2 separate regions of the Sus scrofa genome follow, and region 2 is linked to region 1. The links are chromatin contacts, called in public Hi-C maps. All regions are on one chromosome and are shown on one strand. The core of a region is the stretch at or near the end of the contact, and the rest is flanking DNA. Distances in the headings are between cores, read along the strand shown. Region 1 has its middle 35 kb from the start of PAWR. Region 2 has its middle 120 kb from the start of PAWR.

Region 1 (4,202 bases), core at 705-3,204:
AGTTCAGATTTTTTTTTTTTTTTTTTTAAGGAGGAAATGGCTTCAGTTAGTCAATGGGGAACGTGCGTGAACAGCTTAAAGCGGCCTGACATGAGCCACGAGTCCCCATAAACTTCGGCTCCGGTCCAAGCCCCTGGTCCCGAGCGACATTTCCACGCTTCCTTAAATCTTTTCTGAATGGGCGTCGTGGAAACGGACCTCTACTCAGGACTTTTAAAATATTCAATTATTCAGATAAATTTGGAACAAGGCATCGTTTTGCACGGGTTGAAATTTTTAAGTGAGCCCTTAAAACACTTGCTTTCAAAATGCCTCCTGTGAAACGGTTTCAGCCCTGTTGTGCTTTTGCCTGGCGGTACCTGACCTCTGTTTCTAAAGCTTTCTCCCTTCCCCGTCCCCGGCTCTCTCTCTCTCTGCTCTCGCAGGCTCTGCTCTCCTTGGAGTTACTCGGGTTCCTCTCAAGGGCTTGTTAACAACTTCCCTTATCCTGGTCTCCCAAACATCATTTGCCTACGTGAGCATTTAATCATCATTGTCATAACTGGTCCAAAAATAGCTTCGGTAATTGGGCCAGCCCAGAAGACCAGCAATTTCTAAAGCTAACAACACCTTTAGCAAGCAGATTATTTTATGATTCACTCCTCTCATGACCCCTCATAAAAGAAAGACAATCGTTATGTGGTGAGAATATGGACGTAATTAAGCGTTTTAAGTGTTCACTAGTTGTTGAGATGGGTTTGGTCTGCGCAGATAATTGCTTTGATGTTAGAAAAAGGATCAGGAGTTCCCGTCGTGGCACAGTGGTTAACGAATCCAACTAGGAACCATGGGGTTGTGGCTTCAGTCCCTGGCCTTGCTCAGTGGGTTGAGGATCCGGCGTTGCCGTGAGCTGTGGTGTAGGTTGCAGACGCGGCTCGGATCCCGCCTTGCTGTGGCTCTGGCGTAGGCTGGTGGCTACAGCTCCGATTCGACCCCTAGCCTGGGAACCTCCATATGCCGTGGGAGCGGCCCAGGAAATAGCAAAAAGACAAAAAAAAAAAAGAAAAAAGAAAAAAAGAAAAAGGATCATACCTGTTAGAGTGTAAGTTTTCATGGAGAGAAATGTGTGATCATTAGAAAACGTCAAAGAGGTAAAAACCCTTCTCATGGTTACACTGTGCCCTTCATTCTAACCGCAGCTCCTATGACATTCGCTGTTAACATACGTGGTCTCAAGACTTTTTTTACACAGAGTAATACTTGATTTAGTAAAAGGTATGAACTGCGGATACTATTTTAAAAAAAAAGAATATGTTAGTACTTTTAAGCCCCTCCTGTAACCTGATAGTTTTACAGGACTCCAAGGATCTGTACTAAGCACGGATTCGCCGTTCTGATTAATTGCAATTAACAGGTAATCTGGGCTTGAACGTAAATCCTCTAAGGAATTTGCTCTATCAAAAAGAAAGTTTATTACTAGCAGAGGTAAACTTCATAGCTAAACCAAAAATGAGCCTCTTCTTTTTGTATTTATAAAAGCGTTTTCATCTAAAACATCAGAGATTTAAAGTAACCGAGGTCGTCGGCAACGACTTTCAATATATTAATGGAAACAGCATTGACCAAAGTGAGGATCTGAAATCTACTGTTGACATCCATCACTTGAACCACTAGGTGGCGCCAACAAGCTTTTTCCAAATATGTACACGACCCGCCGTCTGTTTTCAGTCACCCCTTCTGTCCCACCCACCTGTGAACAATACCCAGTTCTGCCCTTCCCAGCATGTCTACAAATTCATCCCATCTGTTTAAGGACAACTGGATAAAGTCATGGCTCGAGACAACAATAAGTGTTCTTGCCTTAGCAAATTGACTACATACTTAAGTTATTTATACTATGATTGGTGGGAAAAAAACAAAACAAAACTGGATTGAGGGTTAAATAGCCCTAGTTTTGTTCTCAGCTCCACCCCCAACTATCTAAGCAAGTAACTAAACCTCTCTGGTTACCAGTCTCCTGGTCAGGAAAGTGACAGTTTGGGACTAGTAGAACGGTTCCAAAATGCCTTAAGTAAGAAAGACTTTTCTCCTACAAATGCCTCAGAATTCTACTATGGAAAACAAATGAAAGCACGGCTGAGTGGGGCGGGGGATGTTAGAAAGTTTTAAAGGCTGTACGGGAAGCACTTTCTGCTTTGCTTCCCATTACTGTCCACCGTGTCCAACCTGCGGTCCCTACAGTCCAAAAAAATCATTTGGAGACTTTGAAAGAGGAAATTACTAAGGTCCTTTCTGTTCCAGAAGTCTGATTCCAAGTATGTAGCTATGTGCAAATTCCTAAACATTTTTTCTCTTTATCTGCCCGCTTCCAGGATATGGTGCTGGTATCACTTCCTCCATTTTGCAGATGAGTAATCTGAAGCTGAACCATTTAATGTCTTTAAAAAAAATCACCTAGACAGAGGACCAGAAACCAGGACCTCTGGTCTTCTTTTTTCAAATAAACTTTTTCTTGTAGAAAATTACAGTTTCACATGGAGTAGTAAAACAAACAAACAAACAAACGTAGGAACCCTGTGCACCGTTTACCCCGTTTCCCTCAACGGTAGTGTTTTGGAAAATTACAGCATCATTTCACAGCCAGTATCAGGATCTCAGCACAGTCAGGATGCAGAGAACGATGACAACATCACAGGAGCCCCTACGTTGTGATTTTATAGCTGCATACACTTCCCTCCTACCCCTACCCCTTTCTCAGCCCCTCGAAACTACAAATTTGTTCGAATTTTGTCATTTTAAAAATGATACATAAATGGCATGCAATAGTATATAACCTTTTATGATTTATGTTTCCTCTCACTATGCTCCTCTGGAGATTTATCCAGATAGGTCATATTCCAAGAGTTCTTTCTTTTTTTGGAGTCCCCGCTGTGGCGCAGTGGGTTAAGGATCTGGTGCTGCCACATTTGTGGCATAGGTCACAGCTGCGGCTTAGATTGGGTCCCTGGCCCAAGAACTTCCATATGTCATGGATGTGGCCAAAAAACAAAAAGAGTTCATTCCTTTTTACTGCTGAAGGGCATTTCATGATATGGATATACCTCAGATTTAGCCATTTACCCACCGAAGGAGAGCTGGGATGTTTTCAGTTGGGGGCTCTTTTGGATAAAACTGCCATAAGCATTTGTGTGCAGCTATTTGTGTGAACATAACTTTTTATTTCTCTGGGATAAATGCCCAGGAGCACAATTACTGAGTCATTATGTAGCTGCATGATTATTTTTTAAAGAAACTGCTAAACTCTTTCCCAGGGTGTGTGTCATTTTACATTCCTACCAGCAGTGTAGGAATGACCCGGTTCCCCGCCTCCCCGTCCACACCAGAAGTCACTGCTTCTTTTTGTTTCAGCCATTCTGATAGGTGTGTAGGGATGTATCATTGTGTTCTTAATTTTCATTTCCGTATGGGCTAGTGTTGCTAAAGATTTTTTTCACGTGTATATTTGCTATCTGTATGTTCTGTTCCATGAAACGTCTCTTTGTGCTTTGATGATTTTCTAACTGAATTTCTTTTTTAACTACTGTTAAGTTTTTAGAGTTCTTTATGTGTTCTAAACAGTAGTCTTTGTCTTTTCATCCTCTTAACAGGATTTTTTGCACGGGAGATTTTAAGTTTTTGATGAAAAAATTTATCAAGTTTTCCATTCATTCGTCATGGTTTTGGCATCAAGTCTAAATAATGCTTTATCTTTTTCTAGATCTCAAAGGCCTTCTCTTATGTTTTTGTCTAAAAGTTTTATAGTTTCAGAGTTCCCATCTTGACTCAGTGGAAAAGAATCTCGGAGCATCCATGTGGACGCAGGTGTGATCCCTGAGCTCACTCTGGGTTAAAGATTCAGCATTGCTGTGAGCTGTGGTATAGGTCGCAGGAGCGGCTTGGATCTGGCGTTGCTGTGGCCTAGGCCAGGGGCTACAGTTCCAATGAGACCCCCTAGCCTAGGAACCTCCATATGCAGCCCTAAAAAGGCAAAAAAAAAAAAAAATTAAAAGTTTTATAGTTTCATTTTTCACATTTAAGTCCATGATGAATTAACTTTTTAGATAAGACCTTAAGTTTAGTTTGAGATTCTTTTTTTTAATTTATTTTTTTAAAGTGCTCAATGAATTTTATTACATTTATAGTTGTACAATGATCATCACAACCCAATTATATAGTGTTTCTAT
Region 2 (4,202 bases), core at 536-3,035, 150 kb after region 1:
AAAATATATTTCCCATTGAAAAAAATTAGTGTACGAAGAAAAGAGCTATTCGTAAAATAGCGAAGTGCTGCCATCTCTAGAAATAAAGCCAGGCCATCCCTCTTCTCTTCTTTCGTGTGCACTTTCCGATGGCTTCCAGGGCGCCACGGGGGGAAGGTTTTTCGGGACTGCCAGCGAAGAGTACAGAAATAATTGGCGTTTGGTGTCGGTGTGTGAGTTTTCCTTTCGAAAGCCCGCAGGTTTTTAATGACCAGTGGAGTAAGTGAATGAAGAATGAATGAGTGAGTAGGGGGAGGCTGCTACTTCAGCCTAAACGTGACCCTTTACTTATTTTGTTTTGTGATCTTTAGCAAGTTACTTTACTTGTGGCTCTGAATCCTTGTTCGTATAGTGGAGTTAAAACACCTACCACGTAAATACTTCATAAATGCTTATTGAATATCTGAATTAATCGCTGAGTTCAGTTCAGATGTACTAGATCCGATTTTCTGGAATCTGGGGTCTGAAGGTTGGGCCTTTTAGCAAAATCTTCTGGTGATGCTCATGCACCCAAAGTTTGAAAACCACTCTCTCTTTTGTTGTTTTTTGTTTGTCTGTTTGTTTAGGGCCTCCGCTGTGGCATATGAAAGTTCCCAGGCTAGGGGTCGAATCAGAGCTGCAGCTTCTGGCCTTTGCCTCAGTCACAGCAATGCCAAATCTAGCTGCCTCTGCGGCCTACAGCACAGCTCCGGGCAGCGCCGCATCCTTAACCCACTGAGCGGGGCCAGGCATCGAACCTGAATCCTCAAGGATACTGGTCGGATATGTTTGCAACGAGAGCTCCGAAAACTGCTCATTTAAACTCTCCTGTTTATGATTGTAAGAGCACAGAGGTATATGCTGAAGGCTGTACTGAAATGAATCAGACGGTCTCTGACTTCAGTAAATTTACAGGTAGTTAAAGGATGGATGCACCGGGAGCAAGCACAGAGGGAGGAGAGCTGGCCCCAAAGGACTGGTGAAACTTCTTGAGGTTCTAGCATTTTTAAGGAATTAAGTACGGTTTTTAAAAAATGCCTGGTCAGTATGTCTTTCCTGGTAAAGATGGAACTGTTTGCATTGTTATTTCCACGTAGGCTTCGTCCCCCCCGCCATGCTTCCTAATGCGTAAGAATAGTGTTGATGGCATCTGATCCATCTTCTCCAGACAATTTATAAATTTCTTTGGGTGACCAGACGACCTTTTCTGAAGGATTTTTGTGACTGGTTTTTTGCATCAGTTTTGTCCTGGTGGCAGAGTTCTGACAGGTGGTTTTTCTTTTTTCCTTTTGGAAAAACCACCTTACGCGTTTTCTTAAGTCCATTTGGTGACTCTGCAAACATTTTCATGCAAGTGAAATTCTATTACAGACTCACTTTGTACCCTGCTGAAGATCCTTGGACTCGTTCTATTATTCAAGAAAAGTCGCGTTCTGAACTGTAGCAAAGAAATCCATTTAGTTAACTCTCATTTCGTCGGGTTTTTCAGGCTTGTGGCTCCACACCTACAGCTTTCTTTTTGTCTGTTTCCTTGCTTGTTAGGCATGAAGCGAGAAAGAGAAAGAAGCAGATCTGGGAAAAAAGATTTAGCAAGGGAGCTGAAAGAAACCGATGGCTAAAATGAGGCTCAGCTTAGAGAATTCGGTTGCTGTTGGAGAGAGTGTCACAGTTTCCAGCTTGTTTGCAGAGGTGTGACCTGTCCTGCCATGGTTAGAATACAGATCAGAGATTTTGACCTTTGATCCTGCCACTGATTACTCAGTACCTGCTGCAAGCCAGTCAGTCTGTTTGTGTAGAAGGGAAAATGCCTACATAATTTCGGATTCATGGTGCAAAGGGGTGTCCGTGAGAGGAATTTAAAGAATTCGCTGATTGTGACTGCAATATTCTAGACACGAAATAAGAGACATCCAAAAAAAAAAAAAAAAAAAGTACCCTCTCTCCTAAGATATTGCTCAGAAGAAAATGGATATGGGCTTTTTTCTCTCCCTTTTCAGAATTCGTACAGCTGCACTAGGTAGGATATAAAATACTTTAGAATTAATGATTTTGTACTTCCTATAAAATTTAAAGGACAATTTTTATACTCTTTTAATAGTGTGTAAAATTGTCACAGAACTTGACCCAGTGGGTTAATTAGCTAAATAATGATGAAATGTGGGGACAGATACAGCTTTTCTGATTTCCTGTTCGCTGACATGACATGTTCTAAGTAAGTGAACGTTTTTGTTCTGTTTGTGGAAGTCTGACAGACCCATAGGCTGCTGTTACAACGTGTTTAATTTTTGTTTTTAATTCCGACCGGGCAGATGGTATGCTGCTAAAACCAAAGATTTAGGACTAAGCAGTGCATTTTAAATAAAGTACAGTCGATTCACACTGCGGTGCCCGTTTCTGCTTCAGATGGTCTTGATTTGGATTCACCACTATAAGTGGCTTTGGCTGTGTCATTTCCCCTTCTTTAGCCTGCCCTGCCTAATTTACAAAATGGGCGTCGTACTCTCTCACCTTCTATTATATGAACAGGATTTTGAGCATCAAAAATATGGTGGGAGTTTGTCGCATGAGGTAACCCTACTGAGTGGCTTATCACTGGTATAAAACCATGTATAGCTATTATATCAGTGGCTCTTATATTGTTGGCACATGAATTGACTTCATCCTTTAGAGTGACTCTTGACTTCCGAAGAAAGTTAAAAAAAGTCTAAACTCCTTGAGATTAAAAGAATCCATACGCTGTTGGTTGCGAGACTCAAAAGGGAGGTGGCTGATTCAGCTTCTCAATGACCGAAAGATAGAAGCAGGTGAAATGTGAAGCTTATGCTCATAGATTTCATAACATACAGAAGGGATGCTGCAGGCAGCGGGGAGACAAGCTTTAGTGCAGAACTGGGCACTAGAAAGGCCCCCCGACGTCTCTTCTGCTGCTCGAGGGTCCATGAGTGCACCGGGTCTGGGAGTCTACTAGGTGCTCAGCAAGTGTTGGCTGGAGGCGTGGATGAACCCATGAGTACATGCAAATGCATCTGCTTCCCCCTTGGCTGCTGCTCCTGCTGGGAGGCTGAATTTTTTAACGTTGAAATTCCACAAGAAACATCTTAAGCAAGCCATGTGTTTGGGCCAGTCTGTTTCCAGGCTTGTTTGTGTTTTTCACATTCTTTTGTTGCCCTGCAATATTATTCTGTGACCTCGCTGATGAATTCCAGTAGGTCATTCCGTTGGGCCCCAAGGACGCTAGTAAATGAATCTTGATTTGGAATGGAATACGCAGGGTGTGTGGCTTGGGTTGGAATCAAATTAGGCCTGGCTAATTTTATTTTGGTTTAATCTATGTGGGAAAGAATAGAAATAGAGGCAAAGCAAATAAACAGAAAATAGTGGAAACTATTCCTGTATAATGATAAGCAGTCTCTGTAAGGAATAGTTCCAAGGGCCACAACCTAAATTATTTTTATTAAAAGTTTGGGGACAAGATTCAGCAATGGAAAGATTAACTTCTTCAGTCATCGTGGTTGGTGTTTACTTTTCTAGCTTTCTCAAGCCAGAGTCTCCACAGGCTTTTAAAATGTGGATGCTGCATAGACAAGGCATGTTCCTTAATATAGTGCAGGCTTCTTAATCTTCTCCAGGCTCTGTAAACGGAAAAGCCCAATCTTTGGGAAATCTCAGCTCCTGGGGAGGCGAAAGAAAAAGTTTCCCGTCGAACCATCCAGACTCAGTCTTGAGTTTCTCACGCAGTCCTAAGGTGAAAAAAATGTTGAGAAGGTGCACTGAATTCTTCGGCTAATCGTCTTTTAAAACTGACTTTCCTCCCTTCCGTCGCTTCCAACCTAGAAAGTGTGGGGCCCCCAAGACTTAACCTCGGTGCTCAGGGTTTGGGAAACTGGCTGCGAGCATTTGAAGGAAATGGGAAGCTGCCCGTGGAGGAGGAAGGCAGGCCATCACCGCGCGAACCCCCTCGTCTGGCCTTCTGAGCGGGGCGCAGGGAACCTGGGATTGTCGCTTGAAGAGAGTTTCTTGTGATTGCCTAGGAGGTTCTTACAAAGGAGAGAATGAGGATTGACCATTCGGAGTTTTGGGACTGTTCTGGACCATTGAATTTCCCCTCCTGTGGAAGTCAGTATTTGGTTCATTTACTAGAACAAGTTGAGCTTTCATTTAGAAGGGGAAGAGTCACCACAGTA

What was found. A called contact is a pair of places that touch in the nucleus more often than the background predicts.
Region 2: a Hi-C map of mesenteric adipose tissue shows a contact between it and region 1, with 3 times the contacts expected there. A contact is called at or near these places in 1 of 5 promoter capture datasets (liver), 28 of 47 Hi-C or Micro-C datasets (adipose tissue, alveolar macrophages, brain and 16 more) and 1 of 2 datasets of targeted methods (skeletal muscle).

The regions. Positions count from the first base shown.
Region 1 is chr5:101,656,082-101,660,283 of Sscrofa11.1, forward strand. No RefSeq gene overlaps it. Among named protein-coding and RNA genes, the nearest start is that of PAWR, 35 kb to the right of the region's middle.
Region 2 is chr5:101,810,501-101,814,702 of Sscrofa11.1, forward strand. No RefSeq gene overlaps it. Among named protein-coding and RNA genes, the nearest start is that of PAWR, 120 kb to the left of the region's middle.